4 separate regions of the Mus musculus genome follow, and all the other regions are linked to region 3. A link is a contact called in public promoter capture Hi-C data. All regions are on one chromosome and are shown on one strand. The core of a region is the stretch at or near the end of the contact, and the rest is flanking DNA. Distances in the headings are between cores, read along the strand shown. Region 1 holds the start of Rnf43 (ring finger protein 43). Region 2 holds the start of Supt4a (SPT4A, DSIF elongation factor subunit). Region 3 holds the start of 4930556N13Rik (RIKEN cDNA 4930556N13 gene). Region 4 holds the start of 1110028F11Rik (RIKEN cDNA 1110028F11 gene).

Region 1 (2,700 bases), core at 190-2,689, 1.2 Mb after region 3:
GGGGAGAAGTGCTAGCCCTCCGTTTCAGAGAGCCAAGTCAGATTCTGGTCCTTCCTTTTTCTAACGTAGATTCCCAAGCACAGGGGGTATTCCTGATTGGGAGCAGAAGATGGCCTTTTCAGCCCACCTCTGGGGCAGGTATGTCCTTTTCTCCCATCGTCACTGCGAATACAGAAATGCCACCTCTTCTCTTTGGAATTTCCAAATGTGCTTTAGATACAAACATGGATTGGTATTATGTCAGATCACTTGCTGCTGGTCTTCCATATGTATCAGATTCCTGAGGCACTAAACCCGAGGCCGATGAAGAAAACAAGGTCAGTAAACGGCTAAAGCAGCGCATCGGAGGTGAGGGAGGAACTTCAGCTCAGAACACGAAGACATGCTGCCCTTTTTAAGCCAGAAAAAAATGTCAACCATAAATGGCTAAAGTCCATGAGGAGGTTTTCTTTTGAATAGGGGAAGAGTGGGAACTAATCAGGCCCCACCTGGAGGGATGTCTAATGATGCTGAAGCATATACTCTTAATTAAAATGTCCATGCTAAATTGTGTTTCAGCATAGTCCAGAGTTCTAGGCCTACTGAATTTATATACTTTTAAAGAACTACAATATATTATTTTGTGTGTGTGTGTTCCACCAAAAGTGCCTGTAAAATTAGGCACAAATTCATATATCTTTGACATACGACACAATTAATCTGAGTATCAAAATCTCTTCCAACTTCCCTTTTGAGATACTTGAAAAGTTTAGCTTTGCAATTATTTTCCCAGCTAAAATTCATATTTCTGTTTCCACTTTCCTTTCTCGTTTAGGGATCCCAGAGTTTATTCTCCAGTCTGAGAATGCCAAGCGCTTTGACTTTCCTCAGAATGCTGTGGAAACACATCCAGACTTTACAATCTGTAATCTTCTAGATTCAGGAGAAAAACAAAGGACTATTCCTAAGTTTTCAAATTCCTTGAGGGGGCGGAGAATAAAAGATAGGGGGGTAGAGAGGCTCTAAGTTGAGCGCCCTGAAAAAAATCAGGCTGAGGAGACCTGGGTTATTTCTATGTTCCTAGGAAACTTTGGACTCTTTATAAACATCAGATTTTTAAAATGCGCACCCTTAAGTAACTATAAATACACTTCACCCACAAAGTATGCTGCCTTTTGAAGTCATTTAAAAATCCTATAAAGTCTTCAGAGTAAGTGCTGAAAAGCCAAGCGTCTGAACGCAAACCTGTTCTATAGATTCTTTACTTTCGCTGAGACAGAGGGAGGGAGAAAACACGAAAGAATTTCAAAAGAAATCTGCAAACCTGTTGCGCTGTCGGGCCCACTGGAGTCCACGGCACGGGGATGAAACAAATTCAATTGTGCATTTATAAATCCTGCTTTAAAAAAAGACCTGAGCTGCTTAACCCAGTACGGCTCCGGCTTCCACCTTCTCACTCTGCAATCAGACCAAGTGCTCGCACTACAGGTAGGTGCTGAGAAATTCCGAAGCCCGAAAAAGTAATCCACGCAGATCAGGCAAAAACTTATTCCAAGACGAGAGCTACTGTCCTCCTCAAGAACTCTGGAAATGCTTAAAGATGAGCCAAAATCATCTCTAAAATCTAACAAAAGTCTTCTCCCTCCGCCTCTGTACGGAATATCTTGGAAGAGATGAGAAACGAAGCAGCAAATAGAACAGTCACTACCCAAATCACAGAATATCCCAGAGGGAGAAGACGGTATCCCTGAATCATGGACGGACTTGGAAGTTCAGGAGGAGGCAGGGTTGAAGTGCTTCCTTTCAAGAAAGACAATTCTGGATCAGCTCCCTACAGCAGGAAACCTGTGGTTTGTAATTGGTGTACCAGCTCTGACTTCTTCCCCTGGGACTGCAATCACGCTCTCTACCTGCTGACAAAGTGAGGGTGGAGCCGCTACACGCAAGCCGGCCCCTCCTCCTCTTGGTGCACGCACTCACTAATTTAACCAAAAGTCTTCTCTCGGTCTCTTTCTGTCTCTTGCTCTTTTACTCCCCCTAGTGAGCGACAGCCCAACTGCATGCAGTTCAATCAGTCCTTACCTTTCCCCACAGGAGATAAATCAGGGCCACCCAAATGTGTCTATTCTGTAAGCACTAGCACACTGACGGCGGTATGAGGAACGGAACAGAAAACAAAGACATCCAAAAGACAAAAGAACGGCGCAAAGTCTTGCAGTTACAAATTCAAATAGATCTCTATTCTTCCCATGTTTTAGTGTCTACAAATGGCACAAAGCCAGAATTGAGAGATCTTATACTGAGTACTTGTTGCTTATGTCTGCCACTGTGAATAAAGACTTCTGCATAGCTTTTCTTCAGTTCTTACTACGTTCAGTAGTTCTGCCTAAACTGCACCTGGATGGATCTCTCGAATCAGGTTGCTGTCAGAAGTCTGGAATCTGTTATTTCTCTCTTACTCTTTGGGTCAAACCTATTCTTCCAGTGTAAGACTCTAAGTTAGTCTGCATATAGAAGCTAAGCATTAAACCTATGCTTGGAGCTGGAGCAGTGGCTCAGTGGTTAAGAGCACTGGCTGCCTGTTCATCCAGAGGGCTGAAGTCTAGTTTTCAACATTTACATGGTGGCTCACAACCATCTACAACTCCATTTCCAGTGAATTCAACACCCTTGTCTGGCCTCCACAGGCACTGCAGACAAAACACCCATACACACAAGATG
Region 2 (2,700 bases), core at 187-2,686, 1.1 Mb after region 3:
TATGTATTTGACACTTAAGCATATTCGAATTTGAACTAGCCACATGTCAAGTACTCAGTAGCTACTGAAAGAAAGATGAAATTTCAAGACCTGTAAGTCATATAAAGTACTCAGAAATTGCTGGTTGTTTGTGAGCCTAGAGGCTGCCTGGGGCTGAGAAAAGAGAAAAACAAACCTGGGTATGCCCCATAGTTAAAACATTCCTGGGAACATCTTGACCATAAGATAAAGGGGAATGTGAGGACATAACAGGGCTATCTGAACTGAGTCAACTACTCACAGAACTCTGACACCCTGCACGTACATGTAATCTTTCTGTTAATGTTTGAATAAGCCAATAGTGTGTCGCTATGCTCAATTCCACACCCCTAAGCCCCTTACCCCATAAAACCCCCAAGCTTTCGAGCCTCGTGGCCGGCATCCGTTATCTCCTGTGTGGGATACATGTCGGTCCGGAGCTCCGTAATTAAACGTCCTCATGTAATTACAGCAAGATGGGTCCTCGTGTTTCTTTGGGTGCTCTCACACTCCTGAGACTAGAGCGGGGGTCCCCGAAAGGGGGTCTTACACTACAAAAGTTTACAGCTACTGGGCTGGACACATAGACTAGCTCTCAGAACTGCTGAGACCAGCTAGTCTTATGACCTCAAAAATCTATCCCATATTAACTTTCTGGGTGCAGAAGTAAACAAAGGCGCGTGAAAGGGGCTTACCCATCAAATGAAGAGCTGGTGCAGTCATAAACCATCTCTCTGTTGCCCTTCATTTGTAGGTATGCATCGCAATTGTCACACCCATCATATTCGAACTGGTCTATAGTCTGGAAAGAAAAAAAAAAAGCAAGTATGAGCATGAACAACGCCTTAATATTTCAACAAAGCCAACCTCTTCGTTTTCTATACAACCCAACACCCTCTCCTCTCCAAACTGTTCCTAAACTCCACCCTCATACCTTTTTGCTCGCGTCCCTAATTCAGCTTACATATTTTCTAGCCTCTTTGGGGTCAGGTACCCTCTCCTGCTACTCTCTCGGCTGCTCTGGCTCCTAGTGTCTTTCCAGTCCACCACAGCAAGTTCACCGAACGTCTGTCGGGGAGACAAACTTGTGCTCAGTTATGCCGAGAACTGCAACGCAGCCCCCAGTAGGCACAGCCACCCGGCTCGCGTTCCGTGGACGGAAACAACGGCTCCCTTAGGCTTTCGGGCTTCCCACTCCCCGAATCTCAGAGCCTTCCTTTCCTGTGTCTGGCCCCATTTCACCCTCTTTCTCCCGTTTCGCCTCCCCGATCGCTCCTACAACCAAGGCCCCAACGGACACCTTGACTAACGAGCACAGCAAACAAGCCCGCAGATGCCGCAGGTCCTTTGGTACCGTCTCCAGGGCCATCCTCACCGATACGACAACACAGGTTCCTCCAGCCGCAGGAAGTAAACAGACCATTACCCAGAATGCCAGACGCGTCGGGCACGCAGCTTCCGCTTCCGGTGCCGGCCATCGCAGGCCCCGCCCCTCCCTCCCCGTGGAGAAGATGGTTCCTCCCGCGGGAGCGCTGGGCGGGGCCGCCCGGTCACCTGGGCCGCGCGCGCGCCCGTCACCTGGTTCGCGAGAGCGAGCGGAAGACGGCGCGCGCGCTGGGAGCTGATGCGCCCGTAGGGGCGGGGCAGCTGGGGGAGGTTGGAGCATGCGCAGGAAGCGTGGAGCGGGGCGACTGGCGGGACTGCGCCTCGCGACGCGGGCCTTTTGATGGAGCCCAAAATGCTCTGGCCTGAGTGCTCTTCAGACTCCCGAGGAAAACCTAGATTGTTTTGTCTGCTTGTTTTATTTTGTTTGCTCATTTATTGAGACAATGCTAATTCCTAAGTTGGCCTCTGAGTACGGGACGGTGATCTTGAACTCCTGATCTTCCTGCCTTCACTTTCGGAGTTCTGGGATTATGGGCGCGCACCACCACGCCCGGGTATTTGACTTTTTGACACAAGCCCCTCGTCTCAGTGTCCGGAATGCTCAGAATACAAGCCCGCCGCTTCGCGCTAGGTTGTTTTAAGGCTCGAGGCAATGAGTCTTGCCTTTCTGGACGCCTGCAGAGACAAAAACCCGACGAGGCCCCACCCCTTCTTGTAACTGGGAGAGCGTGATAGGGTTTCGTTTGCGGTCCCCAGGAATGCTAGCTTGAGCCGTGCCGACGGGGAAAGGGGAGGCGTGTTGGATAGAGGGAAACGCGTATTTAATTCCTCCTAAAAGCCTCTCGATTGCGCGCCTGGCTCATAATTTACGCTTTGTAAAACTCTCGGCACATTTAGACATAATTCCATGGGAACATCTGTGGATTAGGTATCTCACTTCTCATACTCTAACCCCACCCCAGCTGCCAATGTGCTTACTGTGTAGGACACAAAATTCCTCCTTGTCTCCTTAAATGGCACCGAGATAATATCCTGAGCAAACCATACAGAAATACGAGGTCTGGTGCGGTGTGAACAGAGCAAAGGCTCTTGGAATGTAGGCAAAAGCCTGGTCATTTGTGTTTATCTGAATTGGAGCGCTGGGATATAAATAGTTGCAATCCCGCTGTTCTGTCCTTCCAGCCCTTCTCATTGAAACTGAGGGACAGCAAGACTGATTCTAGGCTTTATCCCAAACTGCATCCACATGGGGTTCAGTGACTGGGTTTTAGATACTTTCTAGCACCGGGAAATCTC
Region 3 (2,700 bases), core at 124-2,623:
TCCAAAAATGTTGTGGAAGGTTCAGAGCTTCTCACTCATTTCTGCCCTACCCTGCCTGGTACTTGGACTTGTCAATACATATTTATTGAATAGAGTTTTTCTCTTCTGCCTTTGTGATTTCTCCGTTGCTGGCATCGTTAGCCACACATCAATATCTTTCCTTACTTACCTCTTGTGAAGCCACATACCATTTGGTTTTTATTTGCTTGGTCTTGAGACAGGGCCTCTAACTCGTGATCCTCCTGTCTTTTAAGCAAGCCTGTTGTCAGATCACTGCTCATATCTTTGGAGCAGGCCTGTGTGGTACCTTCTGTGGTGAGGTGAGAACTCCATGTACCCAGGAGTGCATTCCTGAATCTGCTTTGTAATCACCCCCTAGAGCCTGACAGAATTCTCTCGTAAAAACCAGGCAATAATAAAGAGACCAAGATGGGGGCCAGGAGGGACTGGACACAGCCTTCAAACTTTTCAAAAACCACACCCCTGTGCAAAGGCATGGTGGTGCATACCTTTGATCCTAGCATTAGAGAGGCAGAGGTGGATGTCTGAGTTCCAGGACAGCCTGGTCTATAGGACAGCTAGGGCTACACAGAGAAACATTGTCTTGAAAAAAAATACTAAAAAACAACAATAACAATAAATGGTTGTGCTTAAAACAAACAAACAAACAAAACCCCCAAACCACACCCCTACCTGAGATGAAGTAACTGGGGAGACCACTGTAGGAGAGTTTGCTTTCTCACATCACTAGAAAGGACTGAGGCGCTGGACCTGTCTGCAAGGAGAGGTGGACACTCTGTTCCTGATTGGTTGGTTGGTTCCTTTGTGTTACCAAGGTTTTTTAAATTTTATGTGTGTAGGTATTTTATCTGCATGTGTGTATGTGCACCACGTGGATACAGTGCCTTCAGGAGGCAGAAGAGGGCATCAGAGCCTCTGGGACTCCAGTCTAAGAAGGTTTTGAGCCACGGTGTGGGTAGTGAGAATTGAACCCAGGTCCTATGTAAGGGCAGCCAGTGCTCTCAACAGCTAAGCCCTTTTAACCAGATTCTTTAAGCTGGAAGTTAGTTAACTACTGATTGGGCTGGCAAGGAAGATCCCATGCTTAGAATGGGAGTTTTAGTTTCCAGCTCGTCTTACCTGGGCCTCTCAGTTCTAGACCTTAGCTTTCCTTTTTGGCCAGAGAAGTTTCACCAAGTGGGTCTTGAGCTTCTGCCCTCCTGCTGTGGAGCAGGCTGAGAAAGTGTTCCAGGGTGTTGGTTGGGGAGATGGCTCATCTGTACCTGTGCAAGGAGTTAGTTACCCTAGGGTGAATCTGTCTGTCTTGTCTGCCAGTCTACATACCTGCACTGGCTGGCTTGCTGCCCTGTAAGGCCATCACAATAGAGGTGTAGGGCTAACCTTGGGCGGGCCAGCCAGCCCATTATGAGCTAACACGGAATCCTGATGGTGCTCGCATGAGTCAGCTTGCTCAGACCCCCAGGGATGAAGGGAACACCCGGGCTAGGCTAAGACCAGCGGGCCTGAGGCATGGCTCCATCTCTGTGACCCTGGGCCTCAGCCATGCTGCCGCGGGAGAGTGGCCCAGGCTCACCATCACCCCCAGAACTGCACTCTGCCAGCAAGGTTGGTGCTAGGCAGGACCTCTCATGTCCTGGGATTTTCTGGGGAAACCTTCTAGTACTTGCTGTCACCCAAGCTGTCGCCACCAGCGTGTGGATATTTAAACTGACTTTACATAAGACTAGACATTGAGGTTTTTCAGTCGCATTTGTCATACTTCAGTGCTCAGTAACCTCCTATGGCTAAGTGCCTGACTGCCAGTGTTGGCCAGAAATCACATGGGGATCGCCGCAGTCAGCCGTTACCTCTGGTGATCTGCCCCACTTGACGAGACTGCCAGGCCTTCTCGCCAGTTCTTTAGGTCAGCTCCTAGGACACCTTCAGGCTCTGCCCAGGGACTTTGCTCCCCTCTCCTACCCTTAAAAACATCAGAACCATAAAAAGGTCACCTCTCCCCTGTATCTGTAGCAGCCTATAGAAATCCTTGCCTTAAAGATTAGCTTATTTTTATTTTATGTGTATGAGATGAGCTTTTGCCTGAATATATATGTATGAGCACTGCATGTGTGCCTGGTACCTAGGCAGGCCAGAAAGGGGGGGGGTCATCTCCTGGAACTGATGGCTATACACTTCCTTATGTGTCCTGGGAAATGAACCCATGTCCTCTGGAAGAGCAGAAGTACCCTTCACTACTGAGCCATCTCTCCAGTCCTTTTTTTTTTTTTTTTTTTTTTTTTTTTTTTTTTGGTTTTTCCAGACAGGGTTTCTCTGTGCAGCCCTGGCTGTCCTGGAACTCACTCTGTAGACCAGGCTGGCCTCGAACTCAGAAATTCACCTGCCTCTGCCTCCCGAGTGCTGGGATTAAAGGCGTGTGCCACCACGCCCGGCTCATCTATCCAGTCCTAATCCAGATCTTTGAAAAAGTTTTTCTGGGCTCCACCGAGACTTGTGTAGGTGTGTGTGTGTGTGTGTGTGTGTGTGAGAGAGAGAGAGAGAGAGAGAGAGAGAGAGAGAGAGAGAGAGAGAGAGAGAGAGAGAGAGAGAGAGAGAGAGAGTGAGAGTGTCTCCGAGATAGTCTTCTGGTAGATCATCTGCTCCTTAGGAGCAGCAGAGCTGAGAGCTCAGAAACCGCTGTGG
Region 4 (2,700 bases), core at 61-2,560, 1.2 Mb after region 3:
CAGAGTGAAAGAGCCAAGAACTTTACAAGAGTTTTCTTGGAGGAGTGGGAGAGACCCAAAGGCCAATCAACTGCTCTCCAGTGATGTGATAAAAGCCTGTGCATTTTTACTTTAATTTGTTGGCAATAAAATTGAGAGTTTCTCACGAGTGCAAATTAAGAGTATGGTAACTAAACGCATCTTTACTAGGAAAACGGCCCTCTTGACTGACTCATTGCCTCCATAAACAGAGCTGAGAACAGAGGGAAAAAAAGTGTCTGAACATAATGGTGTCCATCCATTGTTTCTTGAGAAAGAGACCAACACTAATTGCAGAGATGTGTCCCTTGGTGACTCTGAGCCTGGACTCTGTCTGGATCCTTCTCGCTGTCTGTGACAAGTGGCTGGGCTGGTGCTGCTCTTCTGACTACCCTCTCTTTGTTATGTTTTCCTCTTTCTTTCTTCCTTTCCTTTGCCTCTCATGGAAATACACCCACACTTCCTGAGGAAATGCGCGCTCATCTCTAGTAGGCACTCTCTTCAGGAGTTCCCATACACTCTAGTGTTTCCAGATGATTGCTACATCAGGTCTCTAAGGGCAATCTGGCCTGTGGTTCCATAGGCCCACTAGACGTCATTTGTTGTCTTAATGGTACCCCCGAACTCAGGTTTAAGCATCACCTCCTCCCAGCACGCCACCCTAAGTCAATAACCCTTCTTGTCTGACTTACCTTTGTTAGTGTCTCCACCCTTTCCCTGGAGACGCAGACTGAGCACCCAGAGCCGATATGAATCCTTCCTGTATCTAATCACTAGTCTTGGAGAACTACCCTTTCTGTCCCTAGAGTCAGAGGCTCCAGCCAGTCTCTCAACCTTCTAACAGTCTCTGTTTCACTGTACGAACAATCTTCCTAAACTAAATACTCTAGCTCCATCGTTGCTCTGTCCAGATATGAACAATCTTCTGAACTAAGTTCAGACCTTGGCCTATCAACTCGAGGTTTGCTGTACAGCCCCCGGAAGCAGTAAACTTGGTTTTGCATTTCAACTCTGGCACTTCTAAGATGTGATGGATCTTCCCTATCTGAATCTCTATCAAAAAAAAAGAGGGGGGGGGGAGTAGGCCCAGAGAGATGTCCTAAGCAGTTAAGAAGTGTGTATTGCTTTTGCAGAGAATCTGAGTTAAGTTCCTAGTGCTGTGCTGGGAGGCTCACACTGCCTGTAATTACAGCTCCAGGGAGATGTGGTGCCTCTGGTCTCAAGGGCATCCACACTCACATGTGTGCACCCAAGTACAGGTACACATACACAACTAAAAATAAAGTTCATCGGTTAGGTATGGTGGCGCATGCCTTTAATCCCAGCACTGAAGAGGCAGAGGCAGGTGGAACTCTGTGAGTTCAAGGCCAGACTGGTCTACAGAGTGAGTTCCTGGCCTGCTAATAATAATAATAATAGTAACAATAACAACATGAACGACAACAATAATAATAATAATAGTTATTATTATCATAACAACAATAATAAAATAAAACAGTAACAATAACTGTTTGGTTTCAGACCCTGGAACAAGGGACGGAGGTGCAGATTTCAGGCATCAAAGCAGACCTGGAGCCTCCGGGTTCTTCCTGCATCCTTCAGTCCCTAGCTGGCATATCCTGCTCCCAACCCTGAACTTTCCAGCCCAGGGGCTGGCTGTCCTTCCCCCAGCTGTTCTTCCCTATATAATCCAGACATTTTGGGCCTCTCTTTCTTTCCCTTCTCCCTCTCCTCCTCTCCCTCTCTCTGAGAGTTCTCTTTCTCGATTTCTCTTTCCACTTCTCTCTCTCTCCTTTCCCATGGTGACTTCTCTGGTCTTTGTCCTCGGGGCCAGAGAACCCTCCTGAGAGCAGCTTCCCAATAAACCTGCATTTAATATAATCTGATTTGGCTTGAATTGGCTCATTTCACAATAAATAAATAAATTAATAATAATAATAAATTTTAAAAGAGAACAGTATCCAAAAAGCTCACTGTAGAAATGGTCCCATATTTAAGGCACTAGCTATTTCCACACACAGTATGGCTACAAAGTATGACTTCTGTTTGTCTCCTTGGTGTCATCCCTGTTTCTTTCCTGAGTGTACCTCTTGTCCAAAACAAATGGTCTGACAGTTCTCACACTCTGTTGGAATATGACCTATGCAAGCCCCACTAAGCCTTCAAGTGTATACACATGTATGCACTGCTTCTTTCATGGGGAATCTCAGAAATGCCCCAAATGTCTTGTGTCCTTTTAAACTATTATATACTATCTTTTTTTCCTTTCTGCTTTATTTCATGAGAGTATCACTCCAGGGGAGGCTTGTCTTCATATCTCACGCAGCAGTGTCCTAACATAATGATCAATAAATGAATGCTTTATTGATATTAAAAGCCTGAGCTTTTGGTCTCCCAAGAGTGTGTTTGCTTGAATTACCCACTAAGCACTTTTTAAAATAGCAAACAATTGAAAGAGAAGCTAAGTGAGTCTGGAACTCAATCCAGTGCTACGTCAGCCAACAGGAATGGTCCAGACCTTGCTCCCACTTAAGATGCAATAAGTTGGTTATTGGGCGAAGCCACAGAAGTCTATTTGCATACCTTCACTTTTATTTTATTCTACTTTACTTTGCATGTCAAGGCCGAAGGTCAATGTTGAGAATCTTCCTTGGTTACTTACCACTTTATTTTTGAGATAAC

The links. Promoter capture Hi-C pulls out the DNA fragments that hold promoters and counts their contacts.
Region 1: a contact with region 3 is called in a promoter capture Hi-C map of pre-B cells, with 2.5 times the contacts expected there. The contact joins the promoter of Rnf43 here to the promoter of 4930556N13Rik in region 3. A contact is called at or near these places in 3 of 39 promoter capture datasets (hippocampal neurons, liver and pre-B cells) and 1 of 115 datasets of contacts at active chromatin or transcription factors (kidney).
Region 2: a contact with region 3 is called in a promoter capture Hi-C map of embryonic stem cells, with 4 times the contacts expected there. The contact joins the promoter of Supt4a here to the promoter of 4930556N13Rik in region 3. A contact is called at or near these places in 2 of 39 promoter capture datasets (both in embryonic stem cells) and 1 of 9 other capture datasets (embryonic stem cells).
Region 4: a promoter capture Hi-C map of the C10 cell line shows a contact between it and region 3, with 4 times the contacts expected there. The contact joins the promoter of 1110028F11Rik here to the promoter of 4930556N13Rik in region 3. A contact is called at or near these places in 4 of 39 promoter capture datasets (the C10 cell line, cranial neural crest, hippocampal neurons and 1 more).

The regions. Positions count from the first base shown.
Region 1 is chr11:87,661,826-87,664,525 of GRCm38.p6, reverse strand. Rnf43 (ring finger protein 43) reads right to left here and starts at 1,439. Exons shown (of 10, transcript NM_172448.4): 1 at 1,304-1,439; 2 at 1-390.
Region 2 is chr11:87,736,287-87,738,986 of GRCm38.p6, reverse strand. Supt4a (SPT4A, DSIF elongation factor subunit) reads right to left here and starts at 1,436. Exons shown (of 5, transcript NM_009296.2): 1 at 1,319-1,436; 2 at 714-820. The coding sequence starts at 1,387.
Region 3 is chr11:88,850,277-88,852,976 of GRCm38.p6, reverse strand. It overlaps 4930556N13Rik (RIKEN cDNA 4930556N13 gene), which reads right to left and starts at 1,373. Exons shown (of 5, transcript NR_126433.1): 1 at 1,141-1,373; 2 at 694-775. All of the region lies in intron 1 of Akap1 (A kinase (PRKA) anchor protein 1), which reads left to right.
Region 4 is chr11:87,698,134-87,700,833 of GRCm38.p6, reverse strand. 1110028F11Rik (RIKEN cDNA 1110028F11 gene) reads right to left here and starts at 1,310. Exons shown (of 2, transcript NR_045139.1): 1 at 1-1,310. The region is part of intron 2 of Rnf43 (ring finger protein 43); the gene reads right to left.